Linked DNA regions of Mus musculus: regions 1, 2, 3 and 4 are each linked to region 5. The links are chromatin contacts, called in public HiChIP or PLAC-seq and promoter capture Hi-C maps. All regions are on one chromosome and are shown on one strand. Each heading gives the region's core, a stretch centred on a gene start, on an enhancer-like site or on the middle of the called end of the contact. The rest is flanking DNA. Distances are from core to core; before and after follow the strand shown. Region 1 holds the start of Zfand2b (zinc finger, AN1 type domain 2B). Region 2 holds the start of Cnppd1 (cyclin Pas1/PHO80 domain containing 1). Region 3 holds the start of Cyp27a1 (cytochrome P450, family 27, subfamily a, polypeptide 1). Region 4 holds the start of Nhej1 (non-homologous end joining factor 1). Region 5 holds the start of Ihh (Indian hedgehog).

Evidence for each region. HiChIP or PLAC-seq counts read pairs in DNA pulled down with a chosen protein or histone mark. Capture Hi-C pulls out chosen DNA fragments and counts their contacts.
Region 1: a contact with region 5 is called in a promoter capture Hi-C map of adipose tissue. The contact joins the promoter of Zfand2b here to the promoter of Ihh in region 5. A contact is called at or near these places in 8 of 39 promoter capture datasets (the 3T3-L1 cell line, cranial neural crest, embryonic stem cells and 5 more), 7 of 115 datasets of contacts at active chromatin or transcription factors (astrocytes, bone marrow-derived macrophages, embryonic stem cells and 3 more) and 2 of 9 other capture datasets (adipose tissue and pancreatic islet).
Region 2: a contact with region 5 is called in an HNF4G HiChIP or PLAC-seq map of pancreatic cancer cells. The contact joins the promoter of Cnppd1 here to the promoter of Ihh in region 5. A contact is called at or near these places in 17 of 39 promoter capture datasets (the 3T3-L1 cell line, the SN4741 cell line, cranial neural crest and 8 more), 12 of 484 Hi-C or Micro-C datasets (embryonic stem cells, muscle stem cells, nephron progenitors and 2 more), 14 of 115 datasets of contacts at active chromatin or transcription factors (the SCID.adh cell line, embryonic limb bud, embryonic stem cells and 6 more) and 4 of 9 other capture datasets (adipose tissue, embryonic stem cells, liver and 1 more).
Region 3: a contact with region 5 is called in an HNF4G HiChIP or PLAC-seq map of pancreatic cancer cells. The contact joins the promoter of Cyp27a1 here to the promoter of Ihh in region 5. A contact is called at or near these places in 1 of 39 promoter capture datasets (stem cell-derived epiblast-like cells), 2 of 115 datasets of contacts at active chromatin or transcription factors (embryonic stem cells and pancreatic cancer cells) and 1 of 9 other capture datasets (adipose tissue).
Region 4: an HNF4G HiChIP or PLAC-seq map of pancreatic cancer cells shows a contact between it and region 5. The contact joins the promoter of Nhej1 here to the promoter of Ihh in region 5. A contact is called at or near these places in 21 of 39 promoter capture datasets (the 3T3-L1 cell line, 3T3-L1-derived adipocytes, cranial neural crest and 11 more), 2 of 15 datasets of contacts at CTCF or cohesin (embryonic stem cells and stem cell-derived epiblast-like cells), 3 of 484 Hi-C or Micro-C datasets (embryonic stem cells, nephron progenitors and pancreatic cancer cells), 21 of 115 datasets of contacts at active chromatin or transcription factors (Th17 cells, bone marrow-derived macrophages, craniofacial prominence and 10 more) and 5 of 9 other capture datasets (adipose tissue, embryonic stem cells, liver and 2 more).

Annotation. Positions count from the first base shown.
Region 1 is chr1:75,167,264-75,169,963 of GRCm38.p6, reverse strand. It overlaps Zfand2b (zinc finger, AN1 type domain 2B), which reads right to left and starts at 1,318. Exons shown (of 10, transcript NM_001159905.1): 1 at 1,257-1,318; 2 at 1,058-1,133; 3 at 685-779; 4 at 333-464; 5 at 48-199. The coding sequence starts at 1,112.
Region 2 is chr1:75,141,302-75,144,001 of GRCm38.p6, reverse strand. Cnppd1 (cyclin Pas1/PHO80 domain containing 1) reads left to right here and starts at 1,291. Exons shown (of 10, transcript NM_026977.3): 1 at 1,291-1,359; 2 at 1,442-1,944; 3 at 2,499-2,586. The coding sequence starts at 2,518. It overlaps Retreg2 (reticulophagy regulator family member 2), which reads right to left and starts at 1,216. Exons shown (of 9, transcript NM_170755.2): 1 at 874-1,216; 2 at 527-633; 3 at 49-79. The coding sequence starts at 1,139.
Region 3 is chr1:74,712,195-74,714,894 of GRCm38.p6, reverse strand. It overlaps Cyp27a1 (cytochrome P450, family 27, subfamily a, polypeptide 1), which reads right to left and starts at 1,360. Exons shown (of 9, transcript NM_024264.5): 1 at 1,004-1,360. The coding sequence starts at 1,264.
Region 4 is chr1:75,123,801-75,126,504 of GRCm38.p6, reverse strand. Nhej1 (non-homologous end joining factor 1) reads left to right here and starts at 1,279. Exons shown (of 9, transcript NM_029342.4): 1 at 1,279-1,369. It overlaps Slc23a3 (solute carrier family 23 (nucleobase transporters), member 3), which reads left to right. Exons shown (of 12, transcript NM_194333.3): 11 at 68-163; 12 at 487-964. The coding sequence ends at 776.
Region 5 is chr1:74,950,239-74,952,938 of GRCm38.p6, reverse strand. It overlaps Ihh (Indian hedgehog), which reads left to right and starts at 1,267. Exons shown (of 3, transcript NM_010544.3): 1 at 1,267-2,039. The coding sequence starts at 1,725.

The sequences.
Region 1 (2,700 bases), core at 69-2,568, 220 kb before region 5:
GAAGACATGGCTGAAGCAAAGCAAGTTGGCTATTTGGTGGTAATTACCCTGCCCTGCTGGTCTGATGACCTTCCCCAGAGCATTCATGGTCCAGGGGATGACGGTGCTTGATGCAGAAGTTTCGGCCACAGCGATCACAAGTCAGTTTCATCATCTCCCGCTGCCGGCAGCCAGAACGTTCACACTTATTGGTGAAGATCTGAGATGAAACAGGGTTTGTTATTTAGGAAACTCATCTTCTCCTCTGGCCCCCATGGAGCTAGCCTTTTGGGTTTGCAGATGTCCGTATACTACGCTGGGTTGTCTCACTAACCCCTCCATTATTTATTTACCTTGCGTTTTTGCTGTGCTGGGTCAGAACGACAGTCTCTGTCAATGTGCTCTCCCACAGCACGGTCAGGAGGCTCTCCTCTGGCCACCGGCACAGGCACATTACAGAGAGGGCACACAGGTACCTGGATATCCTATAGTCAAGGGTCAGGAGTCAGTATGAGAGCCAAGCAATCTCTTAAAGAACCCGGATATACCACTCACAAATACACAAAAAACAAAGTTACCCAGTGCTGGGCTTAGAAACACAATAACTAAGAGGGGAAAACATAAAATAGACAGATCCTGAAAGCATCTGCACCCGCTCTCCTCTCCATACACCAACCCCTGCCACCCTCACGATCGCCCCCTCACCTTTTGGTAAGCTGATCCACAGTGATGCTGGGCGTAGGCCACATGGTCTGCGCAGAAGATGCCCGAGCAGGCATCGCACTTGAGTGGCAAAAAATCTACAGAGAATGGGTCAGATTGCGGGTTCAAAGGAAACTTAGATGTCCTTTCCTCTTGCGCAAAGCTGCTACTCAGGTAGGAAAAACTCTGCCCTATTTGCAACACACTGTACCTCTTTCACAGTACACGATCAATTTGGCCACGCCCCTAGTCTCCGCCCACAACTTCGAGCCCCGCCCTCCTGGCCTTTCCAGCTCCAGTGCTCACCCTCCTGGCCCTACCTGCAGTCCCCAGCCCCAGCCGTCCGGCCCCGCCTCCCGCGTGCTCCGCCCCTCACCCAAGCGCTGACAGCTCGGCTCGGAACAGTGAGCCCCGAGGTCCGGAAACTCCATCGCCTGGCCGTGCGGGGCCTGCTGCGGGGAAGAAACGAGAGCTGAGCGTGCCAAGGACTCCCGCTCCGGGCCCCGTCCGCAACACAGCAACTCCGGGGGGCTCCCCGCCCCGCCCCTTCCTCTCCCCCGCCCAGCACAGGTTACCGAAGCCTGAGCGTCCGCCGGCCCGCAGCCCCTACTCCTCCTCCCGAGGGCTCGCGCGCTCTGACGTCATCACGTTGGGCGGGTCCATCCCGGGCAACAGTAGATTGCAGGCGGAGAGTCCCAGAAGAGTTGAGCCACGCCCGGGAGCGGGTGTAAAGCTTAGAAGAGTTTTTTCAGAACCAACCAGTGAAGGCAAAGATGGACGTGTCGGTGGACAAGGGTGGTTTGGAAGCAGTTCGGCCTTTAGCCTGCTCACTTCGTCACTACCTTACTTTTCTCTAGCCATTTCTCCAGACCGAGGCTACCTCTTTTCTGTGAGGAGTTACAGTGTTTCTCAGTGGTGCAGATTCCTCTCCAGGTTTTAGTGTTGATGTTCACCCTCTAAGACATCCCTAGCCCTTGTCGGTATGATCTGAGCACACCTGCTCTGTCTTCTCCTCCCCTCCATCCCAGTTTACACGTCACCTCATTGAAATCAGCTGTTCACCAACCTGGCACAGTGTCTCAAGCCTTTACTCCCAACACTCAGAAAGCAGATGCAGGTGAATCTTTGTGAGTTCGACATCAGCATGGTCTACATATCGAATTCTAGGACAGCCAAGACTACATAGAGACACCCAGGCTCGGGGGTGAGGGAGGGAGGGAGAGAGAGAGAGAGAGAGGCATCGGCCACACAAAGGGGACTACCTGGTGAAAAGAGACATCCATAGTGAAAGGAGAGAAGACGAAAAACCCAAGAGAACTGCACACCCTTCCCTTCAATGATAAAATTAAAATATATCAAAGAGTCAAGGATCAGCTCTACCTGTTTCATACTGGGCCCTGCCTGGCACATAATACCTAAAGTACAACAGTCTCAGGTGAAACTCACTACATAGCTATTTTAAACAGATGCCTGGGTCCTAGGACTTCTGACTCAGAGGGGAGCTCCAGAAGGAATGGTAACACATTTCTAGTATGTCTCAACTTGAAAAACACTAGCCTAGCACATTCTCAGGGGTTCTGGAATGTTTTTTGAAGAGTGGCAGTCATTAAACTGGTGTACACCTTTAGGAACCACAGACTGAGACCTTCCTGGCTCAGCACATTTTGCTTCTCACACAGCTTCTCCTACTTGGAATTGGTAGTCACTCTACCTTCCCGTAGGTCTAGACGTGGAAACAAGTAATCAGGTGAAGTAAACAAACAAACAAACAAAAAACCAGTTTCTGCCTCTCAACTTTCCCCTCCTCTTCCTTTGATTTTCACTCTAAGACCGGTAGAAATTAAGACAGTCTTTCCTGGCTACCTCAGGCAGAAGCCCTGTTCTCAGCTCTAACTGTACCCAAACACCTTGACTTGGGTCATCTGCCGACTTACATGCCTGCCACACTCATGTGCTTGTTGGTTGTGTTATATCAGCAAACTCTGGGTTCGACTGAGAGGCCTAGTCTCAATGAATAAA
Region 2 (2,700 bases), core at 42-2,541, 190 kb before region 5:
AAGCAGACCACATTTGGGCATCTTCTTTAAAAGGTGGCCTATACTCACCTGTCAGAGTGTGGTTCTTCAGGGGGTGGTGCTATGGAGAAAAGGGTGTGGGGTAAGTTAAGAATACAAGAAGCACTTAGAGACAGATCCAAAGTCAGAAAGAGCTGCCTCTCTTTAACATTCTTGGTCTCAATTTTTCAGTAATCCCTCTGTCTCTCGCTTCCAGGCCTGAACCACTATGTGAAGTCCAGAGCATTCCCTTTACCCACCAACTACAAGGTGTACGATATGCTGTTTCTGAACCCAGCTTTAAATGCTATATAGTTTTGACTACTAAACTCACAAGAACATTAATTTTGGAAAAGAAACAATTCTCATTTCAGGCAATTTTCTTAAAAAAAAAAAAAAAAAAAAAAAAAACGATGGAAGGGCATACAGGATGCCTTAGGAGATAAATGGCCTTCCTGTGCCTCCCCTCAAGTAGCAGGGTGATGCACGGAGCAGGTGCATACAGTGCATGTGGAATGAAGAAACTCACCTGAAACGTCAGGGAGAAAGCGAGGATGCCAGAGATCCAGTAGAAAATAGGTCAAAAGTGAGATGCTGAGCAGGAAGAAGGGCCGGAGGGACGACGAAGACAACAACCTTAGGGAGACAGGCATCTCAGTTGAGGCTCCCAAATCCATCGAAAATCACAGAAAGACCCATGGATGGGGAGATGGCCCTCTAAGCCTCACCCAGTCACTAAGAGACTAAAAAATGGGGCCACCTGGTGCAGGATCACCGCCCCAGACGCTGACAGCCCTCCAAGGGAGGGAGCACCCGGTCCTCCCGCCCCCGCTCTCCCGCGCAGCCCGGCCCCGCCCCCTCCTCCGTGGCCGTTACCAGAAGAGGCCGTTGAGTGTGGCCGCCGTGACCAGGCTGTGCAGCGGCTTCTCCCAAACCAGCAGTCGCTGTGCGGCCGCCAGCACCGCCTCCCAGCCGCGGAGCCGCAGCCACAGGGACGTAGCTAAACGTCCCACTGCCTCGGCTGCGGCCGCCTCCTCCTCCGCGTCGCCAGTGGCCTCACCCATGCCGAGGCTCAGCCCCAGGCCCAGGCCCAGCCCCGAGGTGCCACCCGCGCCGGTGTTACCGCCACCGCTGCTCGCCATCACCGCGCCGCAGCCGCTGCCCGAGCCCGCGAGGAGCCAGGGCTGCGCGGCCGCCGCCGGGGGCGCGTCAGACGGAAGGGGGCGCACGCACGGGCGAGCAAAAAAACCTGCGGTCAAGCGTCACGTGATGAAGCGCGATGCCACGTGACGTGCCCTAACAGCCCGGATGGGACGCCCGCGCGTGCGCGTTGGCCGCTGTCGTGATCCTGCACCCACGAAGGTGTGCTTCCAGGGTGCTGGAGGGGTGATCCGGGGCGGGCGTTGAGGCTGCGAGGCCTGAGGTCTTCTCCCGGTGTTTACAGGGCGGCTGGAGACCTCTTTGTCGCGTGAGGCACTGCCCAGAGGCAGTGAGTGGGCTTTCAGGCCCCCAGGATCTTGACTACAATCTGCTTGGGATCGGGAAGGGCGGTGCCATCCCCATTACTCAACCCTCTTCGCCTCCAGTCCCCTCCCCTCAGCGGATAAACAAACACCAGCGCGTGACTTTAATGACTTCAAAGCAGCTTCACCAACTTCGAAAAGTTGTTTCTTCCTTCTTGGAGCGTCGGCCCTCTCTCTTCCCAAAATCTCTCAGCCGCAAATTGTGTGGAAGGAGTGTTTGGAAATAAAACATCCAGGCGCTGTTTGCTTTGGGGAGACCTGTTTAACATCGTACATTGAGGCTTTATATCTTTTGAGATCATTTAATTGCTGGAGTAACCATACAGAATACAGTATGTATTCGAGTGTTACAGTTTCAAACTTCTAAGGGGCATAAAGATTCAACAGATTCCCTCCCACCTTGTTCACAGTTCTCCCACCTACGGTAAGTTTCTTGTTCATCTTTCCTGGGCATTGCTGATTGAGTGCGTCTTCCCTAAAACCCAGGAAACAACTCGCCGCGTTGCCTTTGTGTTAGGCTCGTTACTATCTGTACCACGACTACAAAGCCTGGTCAGCGCGTTCACCCTTGGTGTGTCGCGGTCCCCTGGGAACCGTATTACAATTGCCCCCGGTGCTCATAGCTCCGGAGACCCGGAGCTCTCAGGTTGGGCAAGGCAGGAGGCACTTCCTGCCGGGCGCGCAGACTCGTCGGTGACACTCACTCCCGCAGCTTATAAACGCCTAGCGAACGCGGCACGGGCTGAGAACACTGCTGGCCCTCGTACCTCCTGGTTCGCCTGGTGAGCGCCGCGCCTGTCGTCGGGCGCCGGGAGGCCCAGTCGCACGCGGAACAGGAAGAGGCGTCCCACGGCCGCCTGCGAGAAGGGAGGAGGCTGCGCGCAGTCGGGCGGTGGCCCTTTCGGGAGAGGTGGGCCAACGGGTGAGCACGGCTCTGGGGTCACTTACGATTCCTTCCCTTTCCCTCCACCTTCGCAGGGTGGCGGCTGACAGTGCGATGGACCTGACTGGGCTCCTGCTGGACGAAGAAGGCGCCTTCTCCCTCACCGGTTTCCAAGACTTCATGGTGAGAGGTCCGCCTGTTCTCTGCCTCTGGGAGTCAGAACTCCCAGGCGTTCTCCTCCAGACCCGAGCGGAATGGGAGCTCTCTTACTTGTTATGCCCTGGAGTGGGCTATTGT
Region 3 (2,700 bases), core at 111-2,610, 240 kb after region 5:
GCACTGGCTAGCCTATGTAGCATGGGCTAGCCTGTAATTTATACAGATTCTAATGCCTCTCCCTCCTGATTTCTGGGATTAAAGGTAAGTGTTGCGCCACCATGCCAGGCTTCCTGCTTGCTTGCTTGCTTGCTTGCTTGCTTGCTTGCTTGCTTGCTTGCTTGCTTACAATTTGTATTCTTTTTAACTATGCACGTGTGTGTCAGCAGGTATGTGCTCATGAGTGCATGGTCCTGGAAGGGCAGAGACATCAGATTCCCCTGGGTGGTTGTAAACTGACTGACAAGGGTGCTGACTGACTCAGGTCCTCTGGAAAAGAGAGATGTCCTCCTAACCATGGAGCCCTCTCTCCAGTCCCAGGGAATGGTTTGTTTTGCTTTGTTATTTTAAATCATCTCTCAGTACCTCCTGAGTCTGACAGGGATAGCTACACAGACAAACTTTCCTGGCTGCTGGATTTCTCTTTCTCTGTCCCCATCCTCACCCTCCTCTCCGTCTGGCAGGGTGTCGAGGTGCAATTACATCAGAAATTCCTTTGCCTGCTCCCTAATGTGTTTTCTTTCACTCCCTGAGAAGCAATCTTTTTTTGTTTTTTGTTTTTTTCTTCTGTGGACAAATGTGTCCTACAGATTGCAAAGTAGCTTCCAAAGTTAACTCCTTTGGAAGAAGCAGGAGGGGAATGGCATCTCTGAAGTAACAGGGTTCCCCCAACACCGGGCACTGTATACACTAGCATGAGTCATTCTCTCCCAACGCAACCTCTTCCTTTCCCAACTTGTGCCCACCACATTGATGATGATCTCTTGATCGGTGACACCCATCGCCTGTTTTAGCTCAAAGGATTCTCTCTGCACCCTGCATGCCCTTCCAGTTTATGGCTCGAGCCTCAGACAGTGGCGAGCTAAGTTCTATTTACTGTTTATCCCTCTTCTCTCCCATAGCCAGCTTCTTTTTCTGTCCCAGTGCCCAGACCCAGGTGGCGATGCCTCTGTCCGATGGTTACCTGGAGGTCGGGCAAGTGCAGCACATAGCCTTGTAGAAATAGCTGGAATAAAAATTGTAGCGTTCCGGTCCCCGGAAGCTCCGCCGGACTCCGCAGGCGCGGCCGGTCTTGACCTGTTCCTGGACCCTCCGTACTCTCCTGTGCCTGGAGGGCTGCAGGGATCGTGGCCTTGGCTCTGGCCCCTTGTGGGCAGAGGCCACGGCCCACCACACGCGGGTCCAGGAGCGTCCATCTCAGCCTCGTGCGGCTCCACGCAGCCATGGATCGTGCCCGAGAAGCCAAGAGTTTAGATCCAGAGACTATGAGCCCTATCCAGGCAAGGAGGCAGACAGAACTCGGGCTTTGCGACCTGGCGACTTTAAAGGCAGAGGTGGTCCCGGGGCGGGCCAATAGAGGACTAGCCAGATCCTTTCATAACCCCTTCCAATCAGGATCTGTCCTGAACACACAAACGCCGCCTTCTCCAGCTGCAAGACCTCTACTAAGAAGGCAGGCAGAGGTGGACAAGATGAACTAGGGAGCTCTCTGGAGTTAGCAGCCTCCTCATCCACGGACTCTCAAGAACTTCGCTGGCTCTCAGTCGTGAGATGGAGCACAGCAGTCAACTTCCAAGTCCCTCAGGCCCCACCCAGCTAGGCTTGCCTTTGCTTGACCTGCAGAGCGCCATCTCTGGTGTCCCTCACTTTCCAGATGGCCCGGGAACGCGCTGCTGTTCCCCAGAGGCTGAAGCTGATTGTGGACCTGGGACAGCAGTCACGTGAGGCCCAGAGAGGAGGAAAAACAAAACAAATTGCGGTATTAGGGATTTTTTTTTTTTAAGAGTATCATTTCTGCTTTTGAGAACAGATTTGGGGATTTGATTTTGTTTTCTTTTTCCCGTTTTGTTTTGTTTGAAGACGTGTAGGCCAGGCTGGGCTCAATCCTCCACCTTCCTGCCCCAACCTCCAGAGTGCAGGCATTAAGGATTTTGAACCAGTTATGGTTGCGCAAGCCTCTAATTTCAGCATTTGTGAGGCAGAGGCAAGTGAACTCTGTGAGTCCCAGGTCAGCCTGGTCTACATAGCAAGTTCCAGGTCAGCTAGAGGTAGATAATCAAACTCTGTCTCAAAAAACAAAAAACAAAAAACAAAAAACAAAAAAACTAAACTAATAACAACAATTTTTTAAAAAGAGGAAGGGCTGAAGAGATGGCTGCTCTTCCAGAGGGGAAGTTCACAGCCTCCGAAACCCCTCTGTGTGCACCAAGCATGCAAGTGGCACACAGACAATATGCAGGAAACACACCCATACACATACCATAAGTTTTTAAATTTGTATTTTTAAAAAGGACTGCCTACCTACATGGCCTGGCTTCAGACTATTCCAATAAAGCAAAAAGAATAAAATGGGACAGAAAATTTGCCCCAAAGGGGGAAAAATAACCAAGTGTTGTTTCATGAACTGTTTTATGTATATTGGAAGTTTCGTTTTCTTTTGTTGTTGTTGGGTTGTTTGGTTGGTTTGAGACAGGGTTTCTCTGTGTAGCTCCAACTGTCCTGGACCTTGTTCTGTAGACCAGGCTGGAACTCAAGAGACCTGCCTGCTTCTGTCTCTAAGTGCTGGAATTAAAAGTGTGTACCACCGGGCTGGTGAGATGACTCAGTGGGTGAGAGCACCCAACTGCTCTTCCGAAGGTCCCAGCAACCACATGGTGGCTC
Region 4 (2,704 bases), core at 30-2,529, 170 kb before region 5:
TGAAAGGGAAGACTCATTGCCTGGGACAGTATCAGTTACCTTCCTGCCTGGCCCCAACCCTTTGTAGGCTGGAGCCCCCTGGATATGTTTCTTCGTTCTTTGCTGGCAGAACCCATTTTCTTAGCTGGTCTACTGGGCTTTCTCCTAGAAAACACTATATCTGGTAAGTTGAGACCAGGTCCCAGGGGAGTGGCTAGGTAGTCACTACTCCCTAGGTTGGGCAGGGCAGTGACCTTTACTTATTTTTCACTTAAAAAAAAAACCTTAATTTTCATTTTAAATTATGCATATGTGTGTATGTGTGTCTTTGGATATTTGCATTCATAAAATGTAGAGATCAGTGATGGTAGATCCTCCCAGACCTGGAGATTCGGGCAGTTGTGAGCCATCCGGCATGGGTGCTGGGACTTGGAACTTGGGTCCTCTGTAAGAGCAGTACCAGCTCCTAAGAGCTATCTCTCCATCCTGATCACCCCTCTTTTACAGGTACACGGGCTGAGAGAGGCTTAGGTCAGAGGCTGCCAACTTCTTTCACTGCCCAAGAAATTCAAATGCTTCAGCAATCCAGGAGGAAAGCTGCTCAAGAGTATGGGCTTCCTTTACCCATCAGAAACCTGTGTTCCTGCATCCCACAGCCTCTCCACTGCCTCTGTCCAATGCCTGAAGACTCTGGGGATGAAGGAGGATCCTCTAAAACAGGAGAGAGAGCCGACTTGTTGCCTAACTCTGGGGAATCGTACTCCACAGCTAGCAGAGAAGGGGTTAGGTCCCAGTAATCATCAAGACCACCATTTTTGTCTTAGTTTAGCAGTAACTGCCACCTTGCTGGAGTCTGTATACTTTGTCCCAGTGGAGGTGGATGTGGCCCACTTGCAAAATGGGCTGCCTTTCCTCCTCTTAAGACTTGAGCAGAGGCCATGGTTTAGCGGGTTGGAACTGAATAAATGAGATTTCTGCCTGTAAACTGTCAAGGCTTCTTGAATGAACTCTAGCATTCAAATATTTACTCTTTGCCATGAGCAAGGTCCTACATCCACGGATATGAATACGACAGGGTCCCTGCCCTCTCCCTGCATTTAAGATTTAAATAAGTAACTAAAATGTAAAGCAGATAAAAAAAAGATGAAGAGGCAAGAGAGAAGTAGTATTTCGTTTCAACTTAGGGCAACAGGAAAGGAATTAGGAAAGCAGCAGAGTTGCGAGTGGCGTTAACAAGTGAGGTTCGGGCCCCGCCCACCAGGGCCCTGGCTCCGCCCACACCCAAGACCCCGCCTTCCTGAGTGTGTTGTGTGTGGGGGGGTGGCCTCTCAGTTTGCGCACCAGGACAGGCCCGCCTTGAGGAGGGTGGGAGTTCCCGCAGCCGTTGACGGTAGGTGGGGTTGGTTTCGTGTCGGCGCCGAGATCTGGGTCTGTCCGGACGCCGAAAAGCAAAGATAAACTCGTGCAGTGGCCCCTGACCCGGGCGCTTTTTCCCAGAAGGGACCGCGCGCAGCCCGACTTTGGACCTCCCGGAGTGGGCGGACCTGCGCACGCGCAGTCCGTTTTCGGCCTCTGCCTTTTAGTGTGTCGTGTGAAGCCCCTCCTTAGCAGGCTTCGTGTTTGGCCCGCTGGGATGAATTAGTTTTGTTCCCCTTTGGGGCCCTGAGCCGTAACTGTGTGCAGCGGATGCTGTAAAAATGAGAGGCGGGCGACAAAGTTCTAGCGGGGGTTGGGGGGGCAGATGGACGCCTAGGGCGCTCGAGGGCGGGGCGTGTGACCTTTGGCGGCAGGGCCTAAGGTTTGCCCTCTTTGGTGGCACAGGGCGTGGGCTCGACAGATGGTCTGTAGGACCTTACTGCCCCCTGCAGGGTATTTTAGGAACTATCCCTGGGAGAGGAACCCGAGTGGTAGAATGTCGTGCAACTTCACAGTCTCTCCTTTAAAAGACAAATTAAACCCGCGAGGTTGGTTAACGTGATCATGGAAGACCAATTTGCGGAGTGTGGGGCGGGGAGTCAAACCCCAGAGGACTTAGATTCCTTCTCCCTCCATGCTGTGAACAGTCTCAGGCCCCAGTCCGTTCTACCACTTTGTTTTGTTTTGAAAGTCTCTTGCTATGTTGTCCAGGTTGGCTTCCAAATCAAGATCCTCCTGCCTCAGCCTCCTGTGTGCTAGGATTACAGGCATGCCCCATCATGCCTGACTCACTGAGTTATACTTACCTCAAGACCAGGCTGAGTGGTAGGAGCAGCCAGACTGGATGTTTAGACATTTTTATAGGGCCAGCTGTCCCTGGCCACATTAAAACAGCTTCCTCCCATTCAGACAAAACCATCGACTTGTGGGTTTTGACCTTCGGAACCAGTTAGGCCAATAAGCTCAATTTTGGTGAGTTTCAGAGTGCATGCCAGGATGTGCCTATAAGGGAAATTAGAGGGTTTGGCAACTTCATTTGTATGTCTAATCTTTCCCAGTGTAAACTCTTGCCCAGTGAAGACTCTTTAATCATTCTGAGACCAGTTTATCCTGTTGGAACAGCCCAGGATACAAATAACCATCTCCACACACAGCGTTTCAAGGTGGCTGCAAATAACCACCATATATGTAGTCCTGTGTCACTTGAAATGGCCAGATGTTTTTTGACAACTGTGTTGTTAGGCAATTTTAGCCCATATAGATATCACACAATGCATGTACTTGAACCAAGATGGCAGTAATATCACTA
Region 5 (2,700 bases), core at 18-2,517:
ATCATCACGGTTTCCTTTGGTAGAGGAAGGTGCACGCGCACGTGTGTGTGTGTGTGTGTGTGTGTGTGTGTAGCATCATGATTTCTCTAGCATGTCTAGCATGGTGGTACTACTCCCCTGCCATCCCAGCACTCCGGAAATGGAAGCAAGAGAATCCAGAGCTCAAGGCTAGCCTGGACTCCGTAGGTGAGAGACTCCATCTGTAAAGAAAGGAAGGGGTTGAGGGTGAGGGTGAGGGAGGAAGATTGAGCTTTCTAATTATAACTTTATTAAATTTGTGGAACCCGTCGCAAACAGCACAAGATTTGACATTGTGGTGGTGATCTGTGCCCGTTAACACACTTGCGTCTTCTGGTTTGGGCAGTATAGATTATAATTCATCTGCCTTCCTGGATGTTCTATTAAAGTGCACAACCCTCATTCGCTTCCCGGGCAGTCTCTGCAGAGTCCGTGGCTTCTAACACTTCTGAAGTAGGACGAGGAGGAGCGAGTGATTCCCAGGCAGTGCCCGTCTGCAGGTGGATTGGGATCCGTTTGTTTGTTTGCTTGTTTGTTTGTTTGTTGTTTATGCAGCACGCTCAGTGCTCTTCCCTCTCTGTGGATGTCCCCACTTCAGGCTGTTATTCTGTATGGCCTTTCTCCCTTGTTTTTAACAGTGTTTCCAGTCCTATTTGACTCCTGACAAGGCTACATTGCCTCCACCCGCATCCCCTAGTTCTGTACTGGGCAGTATAGGGTCCCCAGCTGTGCACCAGGTCAATACAGAACCCTGCTCCTCCAAGCTGAGAAAGGGAATGTTGCCAGGGCCAGGGTGGGGCACCAGGTTATGAATGACCTCCAGCTTTCGGGTTTGCTTCTCCGCAGGGGACACCGTAGGCGGTTGTGCGGTCCGGCCACTACCCCCCTCTTGCGTCCGGCTGCGACGTGGGTTGCGGTCTCCGTGGGGGTGGCATCTCCTGTCCAGGAGATTTGCGCCTGGTGGGGCTCCCAGGAGCCGCAAGGAACGGGAAGGAGAGACCAGGGTGGGGTGAGGCCCGTCAGGAGGACAATCGCAGGCAGCGCAGGGGGCGCAAAGGGCAGCGGGCGGGTGGACGCGCGGCTGAGGAGCGCGCGGGACAGGGCTGGCTAGCCTTGGGGCCGCCCGCCGGAGGGGGAGGAGGCTGTGCTGCCCTTGCTGCAGGTTCGCTGTCGAGCGCGCAGGAGGCAGGGACATGGATAGGGTGCGGTCTGCGCGGGTCCCGAGCCCGGATCTCTTCCATTTCCCCTCTCACTCGACCCCGGGCTGCGCCGCAGACGGCAGCAGCTCCCGCTCTGCCCGAGCCGCCTGACCGCCGGGCCGGGGTGCTAACCGCGGGTCCCTTCAGTCCGCCGGCCGGGCCAGCCCAGCCCAGCCCGCCGGCCCTCAGCCCCGCCGCCCGCCGCCCCCCGCCGTCGCCGCGTTGCCAAAACAAACGGGCCGGCCTATTTATTGGCGGCCGGCGAGCCGGGCAGCTCAGAGTCGAGGCGCCGAGGGGGACAGCACGCCGCCACCAGCCAGGGCCCCGGGCCCCCGCCCCGCACCTGAGTCCCGTCGGCCTTGAGCCGCGTCGCGCTGCCCATGGCGCCCCCGCATGGAGTCCCCAAGAGCCACCCAGACGCCTGAGTCCCCGAAGCTGTCCCAGCCACGCGCCCACCTATCAGCCCACCAGGCGCCCTCGCCCGCTGCTCTCCCGGGCTACCCGGCCATGTCTCCCGCCTGGCTCCGGCCCCGACTGCGGTTCTGTCTGTTCCTGCTGCTGCTGCTTCTGGTGCCGGCGGCGCGGGGCTGCGGGCCGGGCCGGGTGGTGGGCAGCCGCCGGAGGCCGCCTCGCAAGCTCGTGCCTCTTGCCTACAAGCAGTTCAGCCCCAACGTGCCGGAGAAGACCCTGGGCGCCAGCGGGCGCTACGAAGGCAAGATCGCGCGCAGCTCTGAGCGCTTCAAAGAGCTCACCCCCAACTACAATCCCGACATCATCTTCAAGGACGAGGAGAACACGGGTGCCGACCGCCTCATGACCCAGGTGAGCGCGATCGGTCCTCCCAGCGCGCCATCGAAGCATCGCCACCTGCCCGGCCCTATCCTCTCTTCTAGCACCTTTTTTCTCGACTGCCTGGCACGCCCCCTGGCACCTGCCCTTCTTGTGAATCCCGGGTGTCTTTCTGCCCAAGATGGGCTGGCCAAGGAACCCCGCGGGAGTGTTAGCATCCGGGATCCCGCCCGGTGTCTTTGAGAGGAGCTTTCTGCCGCTGCCAAGCCCCGCAGGTTGGCGGGCGGCCCCTCTGCCCGCGAGTGCTGGCAGCTCAGGTCAAATCTGGAACTTGAAGGTACCTGGACCTGGCTGCCTCTTGTGCCTCCGGGAACCACGAAATCCCTCTCGGCCTAACATTTCTCACAGCCCAGCCCTGGTCATTACGAAGCCGTTTGGCATCCCTGAGGCGAAGAAGCTCAGGACACCGGGGACCCCGTGGCCTTCCCTTCCCTTGTGCCCTTGGTTAGCTGCGCTGCCCTCTCCTGGAGCAGCGACTTGGCTGGTTCTGGGCTTAAGGAATAGCAGGGGAAAGAAAGTCGAATGTGGAGACAGAGGTAGGAAAGGGAACCAGCCGAGGGAGCCCACGTGTCTGTCGCGAGGGCTGAGCGGCGCGGTTGCGGTTAAAGGGTGGGGTGCTGGAGCCTTCAGGCTC